2 separate regions of the Macaca mulatta genome follow, and region 2 is linked to region 1. Evidence: chromatin contacts called from public Hi-C data. All regions are on one chromosome and are shown on one strand. The core of a region is the stretch at or near the end of the contact, and the rest is flanking DNA. Distances in the headings are between cores, read along the strand shown. Region 1 holds the start of FANCE (FA complementation group E). Region 2 holds the start of PPARD (peroxisome proliferator activated receptor delta).

What was found. A called contact is a pair of places that touch in the nucleus more often than the background predicts.
Region 2: a Hi-C map of liver shows a contact between it and region 1, with 13 times the contacts expected there. The contact joins the promoter of PPARD here to the promoter of FANCE in region 1. A contact is called at or near these places in 9 of 14 Hi-C or Micro-C datasets (CD4 T cells, blood, cortical neurons and 5 more).

Annotation. Positions count from the first base shown.
Region 1 is chr4:146,820,048-146,825,969 of T2T-MMU8v2.0, forward strand. It overlaps FANCE (FA complementation group E), which reads right to left and starts at 2,840. Exons shown (of 10, transcript XM_001116683.5): 1 at 2,246-2,840. The coding sequence starts at 2,493. It overlaps LOC144340617, which reads right to left. Exons shown (of 7, transcript XM_078001051.1): 7 at 4,688-5,093. The coding sequence ends at 5,087.
Region 2 is chr4:146,931,318-146,937,213 of T2T-MMU8v2.0, forward strand. PPARD (peroxisome proliferator activated receptor delta) reads right to left here and starts at 3,457. Exons shown (of 5, transcript XM_078000255.1): 1 at 3,334-3,457.

The DNA of each region.
Region 1 (5,922 bases), core at 1,590-4,089:
GAACTCTCGGGGTCACTCATCTGTCCAGCTCTTGTGTTCCTTTCACCAAATTGTGAGTTCCTAAAAGGTGAAGGTAGTGTTTCCTTTCTCTGTGTCCTAGGACTCAGCACAGCGCCAGCCCAGAGCAGGCACTTGTTGTGCATTTATTGAATGAATTAACTCTCTGAGAATAAGTGTGCTGAGATCGGCAAGAGCTGCTGTGGACATAGAAGGCTTCCCAGAGATGAAACTTGAAACAGAAGGAATCACTTTACAGATTCTAAACAGTATTCACAGAGTCAAAGGGGAAGACAGGGGGATGAGGATCTTTTGTTTTGGAGCCCCAGGGGTTTAAGCAGAACCAATGCTCTCTTGCAAGCATCCAACTTTTCTTAAAATAGATTTAACACTATTCCCCCGAGCTCCAAAGGCCCATGATGCAATGTAACCATCTGTAATTCTGCCGAGGCACCAACCCAGATCCTACATGACCTGAGGCTTGGTGTGGCAAGTCACGGCAGCATTTAGCCCACCACCCATCATGTCTTTACTCCTCCCTATGCATAATTTTGCAGGGCCATTTGTCAAGAGGCACTTGGGTTGTGAGGCAGAAAAAAAAAAAGACAACTATTTCTTTGTAGAATATAGACACTATGTGAGAGAGAAAAACTAGAGTCAAAGTTTAAAAGATGGTACAGGAGCAGTGGCTCATGCCTGTAATCCCAGCACTGTGGGAGGCCAAGGTGGGTGATCAGGAGTTCCAGACCAGTCCGGCCAATATGGTTAAACCCCATCTCTGCTAAAAATACAAAAATTAGCCGGGCATGGTGGCGCGCACCTGTAGTCCCAGCTACTCAGGAGGCTAGGGCAGAAGAATTGCTTCTTCTGGAGGCGGAGGTTGCAGTGAGCCAAGATCGCGCCACTGCACTCCAGCCTGGGCAACAGAGCAAGATTCCGTCAAAAAAAAAAAAAAAAGAAACAAAACAAAAAAACCTGAGTTTAAAAGATGGTTAATTTGTGGCAGGGAGGATATTTGGGGGTAGAGAGGTAGAGAAGACTCTACTCCAGGAGATTTTAACCTTTTTTAGTGCCAGAGACCTGTGATCAGAATGAGTGTTAAATGCATTTGATAAAATATCTAGGATTCTAAAGGAAATCAATTGTACTGAAATACTCTTCTACCCAGGGGCCCCAAGTTAAGGCCTCTGCCCTCCCCTTACTCTATCCAGAATAAGCCAGATAGCTGGGCAAACATTTCTATAGCTTCCAATTTGGGGATTCAAACAAGTTCTCCTGACCCATCTCCTGAAAGAAATTCAAAGTGGAGTGTAGGAAGAAAATATTGGAACTCCCATTTTCCCCTATTTATCTAAAACATTAAAAAGTAAGCATTAGAAATATTTAGCATCTGGATGGTTTCCAGCATAAATTATGGGGTAGGGGTATCCAAGAGAGTGGAAGGCTGGCCCCACTAGGAGCTGAACATGGCGCCTCACCCACTCATTTTTCTTTTTTTGTGTGTTTTAGTTAACTTTGCTAGTTAAATGCATTTGTGGATACTGTACTATCTTTTTTTTTTTTAAACAAAAGTTGTCCTCACAAATGAGCACGTAGCTTAATAGAATGCCTGCCAAAAAATTGGAGATAATATCAATAACAGAAACACAACCAAATAAAATGGCAGGGCCGACACCTCTGCTCCTAGTAGGAATTCTTAATCAGTCACAGAGAGGTTAAAAAACAAAGTTCAATGTCATCCAAGAGCCAGAAATTATCAAGAACACTAAGATATGGATTCACAGTTACCATTCTTAGGGAAAACAATCTTGCCCTTACAGTGAACATTATGCTTTGAAAAGCAGAGAGTATAGGGCCACCAGGATAGCGGGTATGTATTCCACCATCACGTTTTAAATATCTATTTTTGTACTTTAAAATGTACGTATTTTAACACACGTGTACACTTTATACATAAGTATACTTATACTGGACGTACGTGTCCAATTGTTTAGAGATGGCAGTATGCGATCAAAAGTGATTTGCCTCCACTTATCATCACTATACTTTACAGCCAACAGAAGGCGTGTGCCTCGAGTTCCCGGATCCTCGGTGTCCCGCACACGGCAGGTGCTCAGTGAAGGGTGCCCCTGCTCATAGGGTACGCGGCAGGCCGTCGCCGAAGGGGCTTATTTCACCTCTCTGTGCGTCGATCCCCCGACAGCCCCCGCCTCCCGTACCTGCTGAGGGGCCGCGGGCGAGGACTTACAGTTCCAGACGGCCGTCAGGCCCCTGCACTACCGGCTCCTCCCGGCACAGGGCCTCGAGCAAGCGGCCCCAGTCGAAGGGCTCCCAGCCGCGCCTGCCCAGCGCCCGAAGCACCCCCAGGCCACGCCGCGCCCCCTCGGGCCCCGCCTGCAGCGCCTGCAGCAGGAGGCGGGCGGGGGCCTCCAGCTGCGCCCAGGGCGCCTGCTCCGAGCCCTCAGCCCCAGGGAGCCCCGCGTCCGGGGTCGCCATGCCGGGACACGGGTGCCGCGCCGCCCCCTACTCTGGTGTGGGGCCTCAGCTCAGAGGCTGAGGGGAACGGGGAACTCCAGCGCCGTCCCTGACGCGGCGGCGGCGGGCGGCGGGCGGCGGGCGGCGGGCGGCGGGCGGCGGGCCAGCTCCAGCGCCCGTCACAAGCTCTCCTCGGCGTTGGGAAACCCGAGAAGCCCGGCTGCGCGGAGCTGCAGCGGTTCGCGCGCTGTCGGAAAGGGAAGGAAGGAGACGCGGCCGAGGGCGGAGCCTGAACTTGAGGCGGGCGCGAGGGAAGGTCGCAAGGGGCGGGGCCGGGCACGACCCCAGCCGGAGTAGGGGGCGGGGCCAAGGCCCAGGGCGTCACCAAAACAAATAGTTAGTTTGTGGGCGGGGTCGGGCCCGGGAGCCTGGGGCGGGGGCGAAGCGGGGCGGGGCGGAGCGGGGTGGGGCGGGGCGGGGCAGGGCGGGGCGGGGCGGATGGAGGGGCGGGGAGGGGCGGGGAGGGGCGGGGAGGGGCGGGGCTGATGGAGGGGCGGGGCTGATGGAGGGGCGGGGCTGATGGAGGGGCGGGGCTGATGGAGGGGCGGGGCTGATGGAGGGGCGGGGCTGATGGAGGGGCGGGGCTGATGGAGGGGCGGATCTGCCGCTGCCGACCCCAACCCTCTCTGTTTCTTCATCACTCCCTAAAGTAGTGGAATAGAGTGAATGTCAGGGGTCCTGTTATACTGGAGGACTCGCGCTGTATTTAAGCTGACCGCATGTTGCTTGTTATGGACTTCACCATAGAATTTGACCACAACTTACCACCCCACTTAGCTTCACGTCTTCCACAGGCCAAAAACTGCCACCATTTGGGTTTCAGTCCTCTCCAGAAATAGTATTTGATATACAAACATCCCTGAGAATGAGGTCACAGTAAAACCTAACACCATCAATATGGCCAAAGACTTTCTTCTGAACTTCCTCCCAAAGACCAAGCAGTAGCCTTGCTCTGGGTCGTTTATAGGGGGCCAGGTGTGGCTCCACTTCCTAGGGTTCAGTTTAAGGAAGTCCACTGGAGGAGGCAGGCTTCCAGCCAAGGGTGGGATCACTGCAAAGGGTAGGAAATAAGGGAAAAGAGTCCCACAGTGCCTCCTAAACCTTGCTTTGGGGGCCAACTTGTATTTCCATCCCAGCTTCTGCTGCCACATACATCCATCATTCAGGAAATGTTTACTGAGCACCTAGGGACTGGGGATACTGGGAACAAAACAAAGATCCTGGCCCTCATTGTCACACAACTGGGGAGAGACGGAAAGCTAATTAAACAGTGTTTGTGGTAAGTGTTCAAAAAGAACATAGCACCAACAGATAGCACAAAGTGCTTTTAAATAGAGTGGTCAGGCAAGATGAATGTGAAGATGAGGTTGGCAAGCCAGATAGAAGTCTGTGAGAAGACCATTTCAGTCCTCCCTGCGGGGATGGAGGGGCTCTGGGGCAAAAGCATGGCTACAGCAGAGGGCAATTGCTGGATAGTAATAGGAGTTGAGATCAGTGGGGGACCAGGTCAGATCTTAAGAGGCCTGAGGTCATAGAGAGGACTTGGGCCTTCACTCTGAATAGTATGGAAAGCCATGGGAGTATCTTGAGCTTGATCTGATCTCCATTTGAGCCAAAATGATTTCAAGGGAGCTGTCAGGAAAGACTAGTGATATTTATTAGATAATGGTTGCTTTGCAAATGCCAAAATAGCAAGAAAGAAGTTTCTTCCAGACACCTTCTGTTTCAGGTAAGCAGCTCTAACTTTACAGGGGATGTTTTGGGTCTTCAAATGACAAGCTGTTAGAGGAGTGGGACCTGATGCATAGCGGGCAGGGTCAAGAATGCTAAACAGCCTGCAATACCCTGTGCATCCTCACCTACAGCTTTACTCTGAGTGGCTGTGGCTCCCACCCACCAAGGTCTGTATTCTAGCCACCTGAAAGGGAACAGAGAGGAAAAGTTCTAAACATGGCTCAAGGACCCTGGTGGATCCCCGAGTCCCTTTCACAAGATTCATGAGGTTATTACTATTTTCATAATGCAAAAATGCACCGTGAAGTTTTCCAGAAGCTAAGTGACAGGTAATATTGCAACAGATTGAATGCAGAAGCAGCCTTATTGCCCTTGGCAATGGGGCTGGGGTATGAGCAGACCACTCTTCAGACACCAGCAATGATAGCTTAGGTGCATTTTATTGGTTTTCTTTCAGAGTCATTCTACAAAAGAACAAAGTTAAAAACCAAGGCCCTGGCAAGAGGGTTTGAACCCTTCTCATTCCAGGAGCCCTCCCCTAGTCCTCCATGTCCCCAACTGTGTCACTGCTGCAGTTCATGGGGGTGGAGGGCTTGCTACTTTTGCCCCCCCACCAAACCCAAAAAGGGAAAGACCTACCACCTAGAAACTCCTTCCCCTCACCCCAATTTCCCTCAAGTTGATCCTGGTTACAGAAGGCTGTGGTAAGAACTGTTGGGATCCTGCAGGAGTTCTGAACCCCAGAAGGTCATGGCCAGGGCACCGTCTGTGAAGAGCACATTGTCCTCTGGCTCAGCACCCCTTAGGAACAATGTTGGACTCAGCACCTGGGAGTAGAGAGAAAAATCAGTGAAAACCCATCAACTTCAACACCAGCTGCCCCAGAAATCGAGGAACTCAAGACTCATATATAAGGTTGGGCAGGTTGTACACAGCACAAAGGTGCCACAGCTAAGTAGGCACCATATTCGCATCATAGACGCCATCCATAGGTTTTATATTTATCACAAACATTTATTAAAAGCCATGAGCAGCAGCCTCCCCTGCCCCATACCCCTGCAGTTACCACCTCACTCCCAGAGGCCAGTTGCACTCTCTCAGGCCAGGGAGGACCGGAGGTCAGGGCCTTAGCTGGGAGCTGGTGCAGGTAGATACACTCAGATTTGAAGGGGCAGCGGCCATTCCCTCGCACGAAGAACCGGCATCGGATCTGGCTATGAGAGAGAAGACGACCATCGCCTTCAAGACCTGTTACCCCAAGAACAAGGGGCGCTCGAGGCTGACACGTAAGGCTGGGCAGGCTGTACACAGCACTAAAGCCCCACACCTAAGCGGACACCACTAGCATCTTAGTGTAGCTTTTACATTTATTCAATCTTCCAGCAGATGGCAGTAAAGCATCTTAAGGGGCCCCTTTCTGTAATTCTCAGTCTCCGTTTGGGCCAGCAATAGCAGTGACCCTGGGAACCTCCTTTCATTTTTCTGGGTTTTGTTTGTTTGTTTTGGGGGTTTTTGTTTGAGACGCAGTCTTGCTCTGTCACCCAAGCTGGAGTGCAGTGGCACAATCTCAGCTCGTTGCAACCTCTGCCTTCTGGGTTCAAGCGATTCTCCTGTTTCAGCCTCCCAAGTAGCTGGGACTACAGGTGCATGCCATTA
Region 2 (5,896 bases), core at 2,207-4,706, 110 kb after region 1:
AAAACTAGCCGGGCGTGGTGGCGGGCACCTGTAGTCCCAGCTACTCGGGAGGCTGAGGCAGGAGAATGGCGTGAACCCAGGAGGCAGAGCTTGCAGTGAGCCGAGATCATGCCACTACACTCCAGCCTGGGCGACAGAGTGAGACTCTGTCTCAAAAAAAAAAAAAAAGTGACAGGTCCAACTCCTGAGAGAGAGGAGCTGCACTACTCCAGGATGTGCCAGAATCCGCAGGCCCTGAACACATCTTGCACAACAGTCAGGACAGCTGTAGGCCCAAAGCAGAGGCCTAATGGCTTCCTAGGCCAGTACCCTACACTCTCTATCCTCTTACCAGGCCCTAAGGGAAGGGGTCTAAGGGACCACGGGTGGGGTTGAAAGGCTGAGGAGGAGCAATTCTTCCTGAATGGGTTAAGGCATATATTACACAAGAAGGCCATGATGAAGAGGCAGAGAAAGGCAGCCGAACGAGCAGTCCGTGTAATCTCAGTGCTCTGGGAGGCCAAGGTGGGGAGGACTGCTTGAGGTCAGGAGTTTGAGACATTGTGAGAGCCTGTCTTTACCAAAAAATTGTTTTTTAATTAGCTGAGTATGGTGGCGTACACCCATAGTCCCCGCTACTCTGGAGGCTGAGGCAGGAAGATTCCCGAGCCCAGGAGTTCGAGGTTACAATGCACTATGATAGCACCACTGCACTCCAGTCTGGGCAACAGAACAAAACCTTGTGTCACAAAAGAAAGAAGGAAACAAAATCCAGACCCAGACTCTGCAAAAATCACTGAATGGGAAGGAATTTGGTAATTGACAATCATGACTACCTTCTCAGAAAACGAGAGTGGACAAACTGCAAGAAGCTATCCAGCTGGGGCTGCTGGTGCCCAAGCTGCTCCACAAGGACTGGCCTTGACCTGTTCTCAAATCTCTCACCTGTCACCACAGCAGAGAGCACTACTAAGGGGTAAGCGCGGCCAGGAGTAACAAACTGCTCAAAAGAGTAAGGAGGAGTCCTTGAGAGCCAGAGACTAGACTAAAAATCTGTCCAACACTTGACCTCTACCCCTTTAGAATGATTCACTAAAACCCTGGAGAGATGCTATTCACAGGAACATGGAAACCCTCTGGTCCAGTCTGCCCAAATCCTTGCAAGTGCTGCAAAGGGGGTCTTGGGGTCAGTGGAGAGGGGACTGGCTCAATGACAGGCCATCCACAATCCTACTGCTTTCACAGAAAACAGTGCACAAGAGGATTACAAAACTTTAAAGTCTGGTCAAGCTGGTTCCTTTGGCTCTCCACCACAGCTCCTAAAGGTTGCCAACTCCTGTGTCCAATCTGGCTCAAAGACAGCACAATTATGAAAAGAGGAGCCCTAGAAACCTGGGGCCAGGTGAAACAATGAGCCTTCATCTCTAAACATGAGAGTGGGTCATGCTTTCAGAATCCTCCAAGATCAGACTGGGTAGAAACAAAGGATATGTTATTTCTTGAATATTTCTTTAGAGAACCAACACCAAATAAAGGAGCTCAAACTGAAGGATATGAAGAGAATTTTCTGTCTGGTAAGGTTAAACATCCAGACACACATGTAAGGTGGTGGGCTCTCAAGTCCCAGAAAAGACAATCTATGTGACTGGAAGCAGACGTGTCTGCTCAAGTTCCTGACAAGGTCTAACTACTGCGGCCCCACAACCTGCCCAGGTAGTTATCAATCTGATACCTCATACTATGCCTGTGCGAAGGGAACAGAACTTTGGGGTTGCCCTTCCTCTTGGATACAGAGGAAATTAAGCTCCCAGGGAAAAAGAGGGAGAATTTGGATTCCCTAGATTCAGAAAAGAACAAAGAAAAAAGAGGGAGAAGAGACTCCAAGAGAACATGTTCAGTGACCAACATCAGAGGCACATTCAGTTAGCCAAAGATTGTCAAAGAGATATGAGAGAAAATCAGCAGCTGTTTCAAGCCACCAATAATAAAAGGACAGATGCCCGCCAGCCCCAGGGCTATCAGGCCAGCAATCTATTTCAAAACTCGAACGGGAAAAAAAAAGTTCTGGAGCCAGTACACAGAAAAAAGGTTGAAGACCACAAGGATTTTCTGGGGCACAGCTTCTGGAGAATTCTCTTAGCCCTCTGGGATGGAGCACAGGGTGGAGGGTGGGAGTGAGGGCACACAAAGGCTGGGGTATCACGGTATAAGTGTATTCCATATATCCAGAGTGGAAAGACACAAAACCCTGGTTCCTGGAAAGGGAAAAGAATTGGACAAAGCCTCTGGCTACCCGAGGCACACATCCAGCTCAGCGCCGTCTCTCCCCAAGGGTTCCTGGAAGTCAACAGCCCTATAAAGGGGAAGTATTAAAGCTGAGATGAGAAGAATGGCCTACAAATTGGACATCATCTCTGATGCAACACCCAAGTAAATTCTCCCACACAATCTGTTATTTCCTTTAGTCAATCAGCCTCCTAATTCGATCAAGGTCTGAACACCTCCACCCCACCCCATGGTTCTGTCAACTGCAGGTCAAGTGAAAGTAGAGTGTGGAGCTAACGCTTCTCCCTGAAGCAGGGGAAAGGAACAGGGAGAGAAAAGGAGGTAGACGACAGGAATGTAGGGGACGGAACCGATACGAAGGAAATTGGAAAGAGGAGCAAAAACAGGGCCTCTTAGGGAGCCAAGGTGAAAGTCTTAGGGAGAGAGGGACTGCAAGCCCGGAGCTGGAAAAAGCCTAGGAACACCCTGGGGAAGAGGATGAGGACCTATAGTACTGGGAGGGATCAGGCCACAGATAAGGGGACAAGGATGGGGAAAGACAGTAAAGCCTGCGAGAACAAGGATGGGAGGATGAAGGCAGGAGACAAGGATAACGAGGGGGACAGAGGAAAAGATCCCCGAAAAGACCCTAGGTAGATACGGCAATGGATTCGGGGACACCAGAAAGGGGTGAAGGAAGAGATCAGAGGCAGGGGAGGGGAGTGGGAGAGGCCCCCGGGCCTGAGACAGGGTTCTCCTAAGTGGGAGGAGACGGAGCCACGAGGCCCAAGAAGGGGCACAGAGTCGGGTGGAAGGAGGCCCGTGTTTCGGACTCACTCACGCAGCTATGGGGGTCCAAGGGCGGGGGGCGCAAGGGCGGCGGGGCGCCTACACGGCAACGCACGGCGGCTGACCGGAGCGGGCCGGAGCATCAGGAAGCCGCCGCGACGCTGTCCGCGGACCCTGGCAGCTCCTCGCACCCCGCGCCCCGCCGCCGGGCCTTGCGCCCCAGTCCCGCTGGCCGCCTCGGCCCAGGCCCGCCGCTTCCCTCCGCCACTTGCCTGCCCGCTTCTCTCGTCTCAGACTGACCTGTCCCTGCTGCCTACGGCGCCACCGCCGCAGTCCCACAGGCTCCGCAGAATTCTCCCGCTCCTGCCAAAACTTTTCCCATTAATCCCCAGGTCCGCGGCTGCCGCAGCGTCACACGCTCCGCGGCCCGGCCCCGCCCCCACCAGCGCGACGTCACCGCGCTGCTCGGCCCTTCCCTCTCCACGCCCCCTTCCGCCTGGCGGCGACCAATCATCACGCCTTCTGGAGACTCCCCTGATTCTGCCTCTCCGCCCACCGCACGCTGCCCAGGGCCCGCCTGTGGCGCCCTCTGGTGCGGGATGCGGACATAGCAGCTAAGGGAGAGCGCCTGGGCCAGTAGAGCAAGTCCAGCAAGTGTCACAAGAGGGAATTTAAAGCTGGAAGGGAATTTCGAGGTCATGTAGTGCAACCTCCTCATCTTACAGTGAAGAAACTTAGTCCTAGAAAAGGTACGGAACTTGCAGTTGGAGAGACTCTTAACCCAGTGCTAGGTCCACTGGAGGAGATCATACCGCCTGTAATTTTCAAAAAAGGACTTTCCGCCTTCAAGAGGCTTCTACAACTGGAAATTTACGGTCTTGGAGTTCTTAACCTTTCTTCCCATGTGCTTATGTAATATGCTTATTCACCTAAAATAGGGGACATCCTCCCTATTGTTGTAGAAAATTCTGTTCTTACATCTTAATCCAGGTCTTGAAGACCTGGAAGGGACCTATTAACCCAACCTATCGCTTAAGATGACCACAGAAAGCTACCTAGCCCCTGGGAGACAATCTGGTGGAAGAAGCTGGCTTTCATCTGGCGATGAACAAAACTTGACTCTCAGGTATATGACCAACGGCTCCTCTCCATCATCATTAAATATTACCCCTCGCCTCTCCTTCGGCCACACCTTCCGTAGGCCACAAGCTCCTTAGGCCACACCCTAGCTATCTGGATGAGTGATTTTTTTTTTTTTTTTTTTTTTTTTTGAGAGACAGTTTCACTCTGTCGCCCCTGCTGGAGTGCAATTGCGCAATCTCAGCTCACTGCAACCTCCGCCTCCCGGGTTCAAGTGATTCTCCTGCCTCAACCTCCCAAGTAGCTGGGATTACAGGCACGTGCCACACGCCGCCCGGCTAATTTTTTTATATTAATTAATTAATTATTTTTTTTTGAGACGGAGTCTAGCTCTGTGGCCCAGGCTGGAGTGCAGTAGCGCCATCTCTGCTCACTGCCAGCTCCGCCTCCCGGGTTCACGCCATTCTCCTGCCTCAGCCTCCCGAGTAGCTGGAACTACAGGCACCCGCCACCACGCCCGGCTAATTTCTGTATTCTTAGTAGAGACAGGGTTTCACCATGTTAGCCAGGATGGTCTCGATCTCCTGACCTCGTGATTCGCCCGCCTCGGCCTCCCTAAGTGTTGAGATTACAGGCGTGAGCCACCGGGCCCGGCCACGCCCAGCTAATTTTTGTAGTTTTAGTAGAGACAGGGTTTTGCCATGTTGCCCAGGCTGGTCTTGAACTCCTGGACTCAAGTTATCCTCCCACCTCAGCCTCCCAAAGTGCTGGGATTACAGGCGTGAGCCACCGTGCCTGGCAGGGATAAGTGATTTTTTTTCCCCTTCTTTCGGCTTCTCTTTTTTTTCCCCCTACTTTTTGAAATGCTTCTGCATTATATTTGTAACTTAGACGTCAACTTCCTTGTCCTTTGAGATTGAGGTAAAAATGGACTGTGAAAGTTAAAGCCCCTCCCTTAATATTTTTTGCAAATATCTGGGGATTTATATTCTCCTAAATATCTCTGCCTCTGGGTTTCTGCTTTTGCCAGGCTGTTGCTGTACCGCAGTTCAGAAGTCTGGAGAGGAAACTCAGCTCTCCCTGAAGACTGCCCGCACCCTTCCCACACAAAACATTCACGAGTACAAAGACATTGGGGTACTCTGGGCCCTGGGGGAGGTCATATGATACATGGCAAACAGTTTAAACTCACCCCTCAGAAGTTTTTAAAAGTCCTTTCCACACCCCCAGCTGAGGTTTTCTAACTGGCCCTGCACCCTCTAGCCTCCTCCCAAATCACTAACTCTCCCTCCTGCCCCACCATTCTCTCCTCTGTCCCACCCTCTCTGGAGAAAACACAAATTCCTCTGGCTTTCTAGGGAGAAAGAGAAAGAGACATTTTAACCGTATCTCTTTGTTGCTTAAATTCCTGCCAACACTCATGCTTTGAAGATCTGTCTACCCCTATCAGGCTTATTTCCCCTGTAAACTAAAAATAAAATCCTAAGCCCCCTAATTGAATGGACCCTCTTGGCCAAGGGGACCCCAGAAAAACCTTAAAAACTGAATTTCCAACCATGACAGGTCAGGAAGTCAGACATGCCTGGTTATACTCCCTCCCTTTTGCAGTTTAGACACAACATCTGACCAGCATCAATGTTAAAATACAGATCATAGGCCGGGCGCAGTGGCTCACGCCTGTAATCCCAGCACTTCGGGAGGCCGAGGCAGGCAGATCACAAGGTCAGGGATCGAGACCATCCTGGCTAACTCGGTGAAACCCCATCTCTGCTAAAAATACAAA